Linked DNA regions of Mus musculus: all the other regions are linked to region 3. Evidence: chromatin contacts called from public promoter capture Hi-C data. All regions are on one chromosome and are shown on one strand. The core of a region is the stretch at or near the end of the contact, and the rest is flanking DNA. Distances in the headings are between cores, read along the strand shown.

The links. Promoter capture Hi-C pulls out the DNA fragments that hold promoters and counts their contacts.
Region 1: a contact with region 3 is called in a promoter capture Hi-C map of pre-B cells. The contact joins the promoter of Cysltr2 here to the promoter of Fam160b2 in region 3. A contact is called at or near these places in 2 of 39 promoter capture datasets (liver and pre-B cells).
Region 2: a promoter capture Hi-C map of pre-B cells shows a contact between it and region 3, with 10 times the contacts expected there. The contact joins the promoter of Rb1 here to the promoter of Fam160b2 in region 3. A contact is called at or near these places in 1 of 39 promoter capture datasets (pre-B cells), 1 of 484 Hi-C or Micro-C datasets (B cells), 3 of 115 datasets of contacts at active chromatin or transcription factors (astrocytes, embryonic forebrain and large pre-B cells) and 1 of 9 other capture datasets (adipose tissue).

Annotation. Positions count from the first base shown.
Region 1 is chr14:73,047,430-73,050,947 of GRCm38.p6, reverse strand. It overlaps Cysltr2 (cysteinyl leukotriene receptor 2), which reads left to right and starts at 1,834. Exons shown (of 5, transcript NM_001162412.1): 1 at 1,834-1,912; 2 at 2,320-2,424.
Region 2 is chr14:73,324,099-73,327,424 of GRCm38.p6, reverse strand. Rb1 (RB transcriptional corepressor 1) reads left to right here and starts at 1,603. Exons shown (of 27, transcript NM_009029.3): 1 at 1,603-1,902. The coding sequence starts at 1,784.
Region 3 is chr14:70,597,944-70,601,149 of GRCm38.p6, reverse strand. It overlaps Fam160b2 (family with sequence similarity 160, member B2), which reads left to right and starts at 1,315. Exons shown (of 17, transcript NM_194345.1): 1 at 1,315-1,408. The coding sequence starts at 1,364.

The DNA.
Region 1 (3,518 bases), core at 585-3,084, 2.4 Mb before region 3:
GTGCCAGCAACATTTGTTGAAAATGCTGTCTTTTTTCCACTGGATGATTTTAGCTCCCTTGTCAAAGATCAAGTGACCATAGGTGTGTGGGTTCATCTCTGGGTCTTCAATTCTATTCCATTGGTCTACTTGTCTATCGCTATACCAGTACCATGCAGTTTTTATCACAATTGCTCTGTAGTAAAGCTTTAGGTCAGGCATGGTGATTCCACCAGTGGTTCTTTTATCATTGAGAAGAGTTTTTGCTATCCTAGGTTTTTTGTTATTCCAGATGAATCTGCTGATTGCCCTTTCTAATTCGTTGAAGAATTGAGTTGGAATTTTGATAGGGATTGCATTGAATCTGTAGATTGCTTTTGGCAAGATAGCCATCTTTACTATATTGATCTTGCCAATCCATGAGCATTGGAGATCTTTCCATCTTCTGAGATCTTTAATTTCCTTCTTCAGAGACTTGAAGTTCTTATCATACAGATCTTTCACTTCCTTAGTTAGAGTCACACCAAGGTATTTTATGTTATTTGTGACTATTGTGAAGGGTGTTGTTTCCCTAATTTCTTTCTCAGCCTGTTTATCCTTTTTGTAGAGAAAGGCCATTGATTGGAAAAAAAGAAACCCAAACAACTAGACTGTTATAATTGCTAAGTAGTGTGTTGTTTTGCAATTATGAAGTTTGAGAATTTTAGGTTAATTGTTCTGTTTCAAAATCATATTGAGTATTTGGGGTCATTTTGATGCAGTATAGATTTTAAAATGGATTTCGCTGAGGATAAGTTATACATAGGCAAGAGAAGAAGAAACAAAGACGGCAGAAATCTTTAGGAAAAACTTGCACCTGGAAAAATTAATAGGAAATGAGCAATCTGAAAAGGGGGTGTAATAGGTATTAGTCTGTTGCTATAGTAAAATATCAGGAACAATGGCAACACAAGGAAAGAATTTATTGGGATTTAAATTTCAGACAGTCCATATGACCTGGGAGGCATGGTGGTGAGTGCCCAGGGAAGGAAGCTGAGAGATCACATCTGTATCTGCAAATGTGAACCAGAGAGAGCAGTATGAGAACTGGACTGAGGGGATAAATGCTCACAGGCCACTTCCGGTGGTGCCACATCCCCTCCTGTGAGGCTGCACCACCTCCCTGAATAACACCACTGACTGGAGACCCAGCGTTCAAGCACCTGAACCCGTGGGAGAGATTTGTCACTCAGTCTCAGGAGGCAAAGGAGAACGAACCATTCTGAAAGTTGGAAAAAAGAGCGAGGCAGATTGAGAACAAGTCTCCACAATTAGCTATTCAAACAAGAGAGAAAGGAAGAGGAAAACGGAGAAAGAACACATTACATGAACCTTGAGACCATCGGTGACCTTTGCAGAGACTTTTCAGTGGAGTAAGTGAGAATGTGAGAGCATCAGAGAGTGGTGAGAGTGCTCTAAAGCAGGCTACAGAGCGCTGCACTGATGGGTTGGGCATGGGAACAGAAGCCCTTTTGGAGAAATAACAGCCACTTAACCTCCCCCTCCCCCCAGCTCCCTGCCCATCACATCCTGCAAAAGATCCCGATGGAAAGGGGGGGGGGGGGAAGGAAAGAAAGAAAAGAAAGAAAAGAAAAACCCCAGCAAAAACCAATCATTAGCGGCAGGGCAATTCTAGGGTGACTTGAAAGAGGTTGACAGTCACAAACTGGAAATTCTCTGACTTCTGAAGAAAGAACTCAAGCACCCACACCCATGACAGTGCCACAAAGCTGAGGTCCTGCTGACCCAAGTGACTTCTCGCCTTGCTATTGGCTGACACTGTTCATAAAACAGTGTTTGTTTCACTTTTGTTTTAAATAAACAAGCTGCATTCTATGGGGCGAGAAGCCTGGAGTCAGAGCAGACGCCAGGGCGACCGAAGGCAGAGGCACAGGTAGGTTTCCCTTTGTGTTCATTTGTTACTGAGAACTGTGCTTTGAGGATGAGTACAGGAATGGCATGTGGAAAGTAAGCTTAATTTGTTCAACTATCAGTGTTTGTTCTACCATCTTATGTGGTAAACTGGAAAAAGTACAAAAATATTGTAGACTGTAGAAAATACCACCACAAGGCTTGATTGTCAGTTGGGGTATTTCCTTCCTTTTTGAGGTGCATATAATTTTTAGCTTTCTCTCATAGTTGTATATATAAAATAAGAGCAGATATTATTTTTTTCCTTTAAAGCGTGCACTTTATCCACACTACCACGAATTCTATAAAATTGTAATTGTAAATTGCTATATGAGGCACTTCTTTTAGCATATAGATTTTACCATTTAGATTCTTTCCTATTTTGCATAGATTCGGTCATTTTATTCTGTAAGACCTTTTTCTACTCCGAAGCTTTGCTTTTGGAAGAGAGAAGAGTCCATCTGAGAAGGCATACTTCAGTGATTTGGTTCAGAGGTACACTGGGGAATTCACATGTGTGGAGGGCTGTGTGCTTGGAACCCATTCATTTGGGAACATCCATTGGCGATTTTTAGCTTGGGCTGCACCTCAGTCAGAAACACTTCATCTTAGGAGATTAGAAAACAACCCCTCAAAAACGGATTTTCTGGTATTGGCCAGTCTTTAATGTGTTTTTGTCTACTATTAATTCCCAGGTGATGTTAATGAATAGTCAGTTAAAAAAGTTAAATAAGCTGTTTGAATACTTTCTAGTCTTTTACATGTACCTGAGAGTAATATGAATGAAGAAATAAGAAGATGCAATCAAAGGCAAGTCTTTTTTTTTAACTCTGTAAATAGCTTATAGAGCTAATTTATGGGGCATATAAGAATTTTAGAAGTCTTTGTCATCTACCTTAACCACTTCAACCCTTGAGATGCGACCATACTCGGAAGCTTCAGTTCACTAATGCTTGAAGTAAGTAGATTTGTTTCCATGGCTTGGGAAGGTAGGAACTAGAGAAGCAGAGACTCTAGAAGGTTCTAAATATGTTACCATTAAGCTCACTGTGTGCTAGTACCTGTCAAGGCTGTCATATTTCTTTGGTTTCACAACCTTGTAAGGTCATTCAAGAGATGTGTGCCAAGTTACAAACATACCACAGGTATAGAAGATGGCTAAGACTGGATCTAATGTCTCACCCTGCTTTTCAAGAGAAATTGTTTTCACTGGATCCTTATCCCTCTAAGGAAAATATGGACTGAATTTATATAAGAGCTGTGTTCTGCTTTCTCCCCTAAGAAAGGATAGACAGATAAAGGGTAACTAATTAACCCAGGCTGAATCAGTCTTTCCTGAGCTTCCTACAGGAACATACTTGAACTTAATTTGATCAACAGCATGCCAGATGAATTTCTTCTTGTTTTCATTCCATGGAGAATAGTACCTCTTTAGCATCTTTGATACAAATAAGAATTTTTGTAGTATATTTGTATATAGAGACATGTATATATAATATATTTCTCATTTTGTAGATGGCAAAAACAAAGCCCTGGGGTCACAGGGTATTTCCCTAGGTAGAAGCAAATTGGCAAGCCCAGAGGATCTG
Region 2 (3,326 bases), core at 354-2,853, 2.7 Mb before region 3:
CCTGTCTTAAACTTGGGATTTTCTTGCCTTAGGCTCTGAGCATTATGGGCCTGAGCTACCAGGTCAGGCTCAACTTTGATCTGTGTGTTGAAAGGGGCTTATGGGGGAAACATGTTACAATGACTTCTGACACAAATAGCTGACCATCAGCTGATTTGAGGTCAGTACCAGCAGAGATGACCGGTCACCAGCTCTGTTACGCGTCTGAGGACCCAAGTTCCTTTGCCATTCTGTCTCAAACTTAAGAGTAGCTTGCCACAAATACCAAGGTGGCATCAATTGGCCAAGTGTCACATTCTCTGATAATTATGAGGCAGGACTGTATCATTTCTGTATATTATTTGATCAGGCTCCCACAGTCTATCTTTTATCTTCACCAAACCTAGACTGTATGTAGCCTGAGCTCTTGCCTAAATCTGGGACAAAGTGAACTCAAGTGCTATTTTAATTCCATTCATTCTCCGTGGCTGCATCAGGGCCTGGGGCTCTACCTCCTGACAAACATTTGGTCTCTAGAAGGCTTCTGAAGTTAGGCAAGTCTGAAAATTGAAGGAGGCCCATGTATCCTTCACTCATCTGACATCAAGGCAGAAAATAAGCCCAGGCTTGCAACCTACCCAATTAAGTTCTCGATTCCTCAGTCCTTGCTCAGCTGTTCCAAGATAGTTTACACCAGAACAACAACTGTATTTTATTCACAGCACTTCAATTAGTGAGTTGTATGAATAAGGACTGACAAAGGGAGAAAATTATGTTGACTGACAGGTAAAACGTAACTAGAAAAGCTACCATTGCTGAGCCAGCTTTTGGTGGCGGTAGGTAGTTCTAGTATAAAGTATGCTCTTTTCCGGTGTCTGTGCGTCGGCGACATGGTCAGACAAATATTACTTGGGTTCGAGTCCTCTGCCAGGGACCTGCTATGTGACGCGGGCAAATTGGCTCCCCGAACTCCCCACTTCCAACCCGCAAAAGTGGAATGCCGACCTTCCCAGTTTGACCGGCTGTCTCGGAGAAACCATTATGAAAGGAGGCCGGATCGTGCGCATGAACACGGCCAACTGGTTTTCTGCTTTCGTCTCAAACGCGTTTGTAAGCGATTTTTCAAAGTCGGGTCCGCCTGGCAAACTGGTTTTCAAAAGCTACTTTCCCGCTAAGATCTGTCCCGCTCGGACCGCGCCTCCTGTTTCCCCATCAAAAGACTATAGTCTGTGCGTGCATCGCCCATCTTCCCTTGTCTCCAGAAGGCCACCAATGGCCCCACCCTGGACCGCCCACCCGGGCCGAGCCCACCTCCCACTGGCCCGGCACGTTTGTTTTTGTTTTGCCGGCCGCGCGGGCCGGGCGAGGGGCGCGCCCTGTCCAGCGTTCTCCCAGAGGCCGCGGCTCCTCGCAGCGGGCCGGCCCCGCCTCGGCTGGCGCCGCCCACGGGGACGACGCGGGCGGAGACAGGCCCGGGCAGGCGCGGCTTCCCCGCGGCTTCCCGCCCGCGCCCTCGCCCTCGCCCTCGCCCTTGCCCGCCGCCGCCGCCACCGCCGCCCCGGTTCCCCACTGACGCCCGCGGCCCGCGAGCCTCGCGGACGTGACGCCGCGGGCGGAAGTGACGTTTTCCCGCGGTTGGCCCGGGCGCTCGGTTGCCGGGCGCGTCCGGTTTTCCTCGGGGGACGTTCCCATTATTTTTGTAACGGGAGTCGGGTGAGGACGGGGCGTGCCCGGCGTGCGCGCGCGCCCGCCCGCCTCCCCGCGCGCCTCCCTCGGCTGCTCGCGCCGGCCCGCGCTGCGCGTCATGCCGCCCAAAGCCCCGCGCAGAGCCGCGGCCGCCGAGCCCCCGCCACCGCCGCCGCCGCCGCCTCGGGAGGACGACCCCGCGCAGGACAGCGGCCCCGAAGAGCTGCCCCTGGCCAGGTGAGGAGCGCGGCCGCCGCGGGCCGGAGAGAAGGGAAGGGAAGGGAGCGGGGACGCCGGGTGCATCCCGGCGGGGACGCCGGGCGGGCGCATCTCGGCGGGGCCGGGCTGGCGGTAGGAGCGGCGCCCCGGGTCTCCGGGGTCCCCTTGGTCCCCCATCTCTGCGGGGGTGGCGGCGGCGCGCTGACACGGTCCCGGGCTCGCGGGCGACGGGGAGGGCATCCCGAAGGGGTCTGGGCTGCGGCTTGACAGGTGTCGGGCGGGTGGGGCTCCTGCTCCCGAGCGAAGTGACAGGTGCAGGCTCTACTCCAGCGACGCCCAGGCGCGGAGCCGGCGGGTCCCGGAGAGCCCCGGTCAGATGCAAAAACAATTGAAATAAATATTTAAAAAAAGAAAAAAAAAACTCGACCGGTGTTTGTTTTCTTTCTTCCTCCCTTTTTTCTCCGTGGAGATCCGAAGCACCCCCGGGGTGGGTTGACTTTCTCTTTTGCAGTCGTCCTGCGATGCAACAGTTGGGAGCCTTGCCCTCTCTGAGCTTGCGCTGCATCGGCAGCTTGGTCCTGGGAGAGGCCAAGAAAAGCCTTGTAGGCAAAGCGCAGGGTCGTGGGTGTCAATTGCTCACGGGGTCCTCAGCTCCCGGGCTTTGTGGGGGTTTCTTTAGAACAATGCTTTGAGGCCCGGGGGGATTTAAAGCCATCTGTGGAGACTGATGGAGCAGAACTCTTAGAAGAACTGGTATGTGGGCAAAAGTTTCAGGAGACATTTAAATGCAAGGGCTTGGAAGTTTCTAAACTTTGTTCCCCTTTTTTTTCAGGGTAGAACTCTTCTTGCGTGCTGATTGGCCCGCAGCATGCTTCATTATTTCTTGCCTTTTGCCTTTGAGCATTCACGGATTCTGGTGCCTCCCCCTCCCTTTTTTCTTTTTTGGTCTTGTGTTTGGTACTGTGTTCTCTCAAAGAACTTTTCTCTCCATTTATTAAGTGGAATCTAAACTTAAGTTCATGTGGATCCAATAAGAACAACAGAGAGATATTTATTGTATTTCAACATTTTTTTTCTTGACTGTGCTACTGTGTGATTAAGTAACAGAAATTGAAACAATATGATTGTTGTTATTGTCAGCACTAGTTTTGAGAGTATAGATCCATTGTAGATGGGAGTTGTTTTTGTCTCTCACGGTCCTTCAATTTCTAGCCCATCATTAAGTTCTCGAGTTTTTGTTGTTGTTGTTGTTTTTGTTTTTTTGGGAGGGGGTGTTTTTGTTGTTTTTAATTACTCTGACTCTGTAACCCAGGCTTGCCTTAAGCTCTCTGTTTTACTGCCTCTGCCTCCCAAGTTCTGGGATTGTAGCCCTGATGGGCTATCAAGCTCCTTTCTTCTCATTGAGCATCAATCAAGGCTCTTTGTGAGACCCAGACTCTTAA
Region 3 (3,206 bases), core at 66-2,565:
TGAGTGCTGGGATCAAAGGCATGTGACATCAAGTGCAATTTACATGTTTTTTTGTTTTTTTGTTTTTTGTTTTTGTTTTTTCGAGACAGGGTTTCTCTGTATAGCCCTGGCTGTCCTGGAACTCACTTTGTAGACCAGGCTGGCCTTGAACTCAGAAATCCGCCTGCCTCTGCCTCCCGGGTGCTGGGATTAAAGGCGTGTGCCACCATGCCCGGCCCAACTCTTGTTTTTAATGTCTCACTATGTTTCTAAGACTGGCCTGGAATTTATAGTGCAGCCCAGGTATGGTAACACAAGCCTATAATCTCCAGCCTTGGAACAAAAATAATGGTGAGTTTTAGGATATCCTGGATATTTAAGATAGATGTAAGTAATTTAATCATTTATAATTTATGTAAATACCTATATACATTTACATAATTTTTATATAATTTATGTATTATTTATCCATCTATCTATTTACTTATCTGATACTGAGGATTGAACCAAGAGCCTCATGCAGCCCTTGTTTTTTATTGTTTGCTTTGGTTTTTGTTTTAAACAGTTCGTGTCTTCAACCTCTCTCTCTCTCTCTCTCTCTCAGTGGTGTGTGTGTGTATGTGTGTGTGGTGTCAGTGTGTTGTAATTGTGTGAGTGGTATGTGTGTGTGTATGTATGCATGTATCTTTGTGTTCGGAGTGTGTGTGTCAGTGTGTGTGTGTGTGTATGTGTTTGGTACGGGATCTCACTACCTCCTTGAATTGTTGATACTACTGAGTGCTGGGATTGATTGCAGGTGTACCCCAATTGCTTTCTTTCCCTCCAGAGCGGGGGACATGAGACAGATTTTGCTGGGACTCTTCGGATCAATTCCTAATCAAACAGCAAACCTTAGAGGACATCTTTTCCAATAACGACCTTTTTTTTTTTTTTTATAAAAGTACTGAACAACAGGGTGAAATTAATATTAGCCATAACCTATTCCAATATTCCTAATCCATTACATTTAAACATGTCGTCAATTCTTCCCACTATGTCTTTGCCTTCTGGAGTGTCCTTGACACAGCTTGTCAGGGCCAGGTCATTTTAAACACTCCAGAGCCGTGTGTGTCCAGGGCTACTGTGTTGGTAGGATTGTGAGGGTGCACGAGGAATTAGAAGTCTCTGGGTGTTACTCAAAGGAATCTTAGGTCATCAGCTCCCAGGGTGCTCCCCACCGCCCTCCATCAGGACCTGCCCAGCCCTGGGCTTAGAGCGCCCCCGAGCCCTCCGGCAGGGGCGGGGTTTCAGAGCCGGGTCCCGCCTCCCGCCCGTTGGGCCGCCTCCTCCGCCACCGCTGCGCCGCCACCGGGAGCCGGGCCGCGAGCCGGGCCGGGCCGCCATCATGCTGAGCCGGCTCGGGGCACTGCTGCAGGAGGCCGTGGGGGCGGTGAGGCCGGGCCCTGGTCGGACCGGAGGGGCGGGCGCGGGCAGGGGGGCGGGCGGGTGAGGTGCGGGCCCCTTGGGCAGGGCCCCTCCCCTGGCCCCGACGCCGCTTCCGGGCTTCGTCTTCGGGTACAGTCCCGCGTCGCGGCCGCCAGGAGCGCCTAGCTCCGGGGTTCTCTCCAGACCGACCGGCTCCCTCGATCTTGCGCCTCGCTCTTCTGATCCTAAGCCCGACTCTCGTGATCCTGAGCCATGCTCCCTTGATCCTGAGTCCCGATCCCTCGATCCGGCCTCCGCACTGCTTCCTGTTGTGCTTCCTGTGTCCCACTCCCTGACCTGCGACTCGGTCCCCCGAGCCTGCGCTCCGCTCGGCTTCTTTAACGTTCCCTGTGCCTCGAGAGCTTCCGCTAGCTTTGTAACTCTTCTCTCCCCAAAGGTTCCCTTGTCACCAGCCCTTTCTCCCAGATCTGCCCCCACGCCTCCTCCTCCGCCCGGCAGCCTTCCTTTCTCGTTCCTGACGTTCCTCCATTCCTCCTCACCTGGGATTGACAACAGCCTTCCCCTTCCTCTCTTAGCTGCCAGACAACTACTGGGAGCAGGGGTTCCCGCACTGAGTTCCCTCTTAGCATGGGAGTTGCAGCCCTGAGTGACATAAGTCCCAGGAAGAAGGTGATAGAGACCTTTGCAGGGGTGGGTGGTCGCGAGAACCCGGAAGTAGCCCTCTGCAGGCTTATCTCAAGCCACTGAGCCAGCTGACCTTGAGTTAGGGACTTCAGCCTGCCGGAGGGGCTTTGAATGGAAGAGTTGTTTCCATGCAAAGCTAGCTTGCTTGCGCTCTCTCTTTTACCTTCTCTCTCTCCTCTCTCTCCTCTCTCTCTCTCTCTCTCTCTCTCTCTCTCTCAGTTTGTGTTTAGGCCCCTTTTTTCTGGAAGTGCATGTCCCTGGTCACTTCATTCAGCAGCCTTGCAAGAAGCTATTTGAAAAGTTAATTATTTTTTTCTCATTGTATAAGAACACTGTCTAATTGATGGGTTTAGTCTATCAAATTGTGTCCTGAGAAACAATCTTAGGTCTGACGCCCCCCCCCCCCCCCCAGTCAGAACCTTCATTGTTTTTGGTGTTTGGTGTTTGTTTGTTTGAGACAGGTTGTCTCTATGTAGCCCTGTATTCTTTAACTCCCTCTGTAGACCAGGCTGGCCTCGAACTCAGAGATCCACCCGCCTCTGCCTCCCGAGTGCTGGGATGAAATCACCATGCTAGGCTGCTATTGTTCATATCAATTGGCTCAGCCTTAGGAGAACTGGTTAAAGGAGAGGGAGGCACTTCTGTAACCTCCCCTCCCCCCACTGTCCAGCTCTGCTGTGAGGAACAGGGCCTAGGGTACCCCCAAGAGGGAGTTTCCAAAATGACCTTTTCACCTTTTCTTCTCCTTCCTGTCCCAAATAAAAACAAGTGTCATCTTAGAAAGCAATCTGATACACTAATTCATCCTTCTGGACACAGCTCAATTGTCAAGGAGGGTTGGCAGTGGGGACAGCCCTAAGCGTCCTTGATGCTTACACTCTGAGTACAGAAAGCTGAAGCACCAGGGGCTGCAGATGAAGAGAGCGGAGGGACATATTTTTAGGCAGGTTACCTGCAGTGTGCAACATACAGACCATGTTCAGAAAGTGTGCTTTATGCCACATAGGAATCTCTTTTCAGCTCCATCCACTGTCTGGGGAGTTTGGTCTTCCCTCAGGTTGGAACATCCAAGTGGAATATGAACCACTCAGAGTACGGCTTTCTGCCCCTTCCGGACC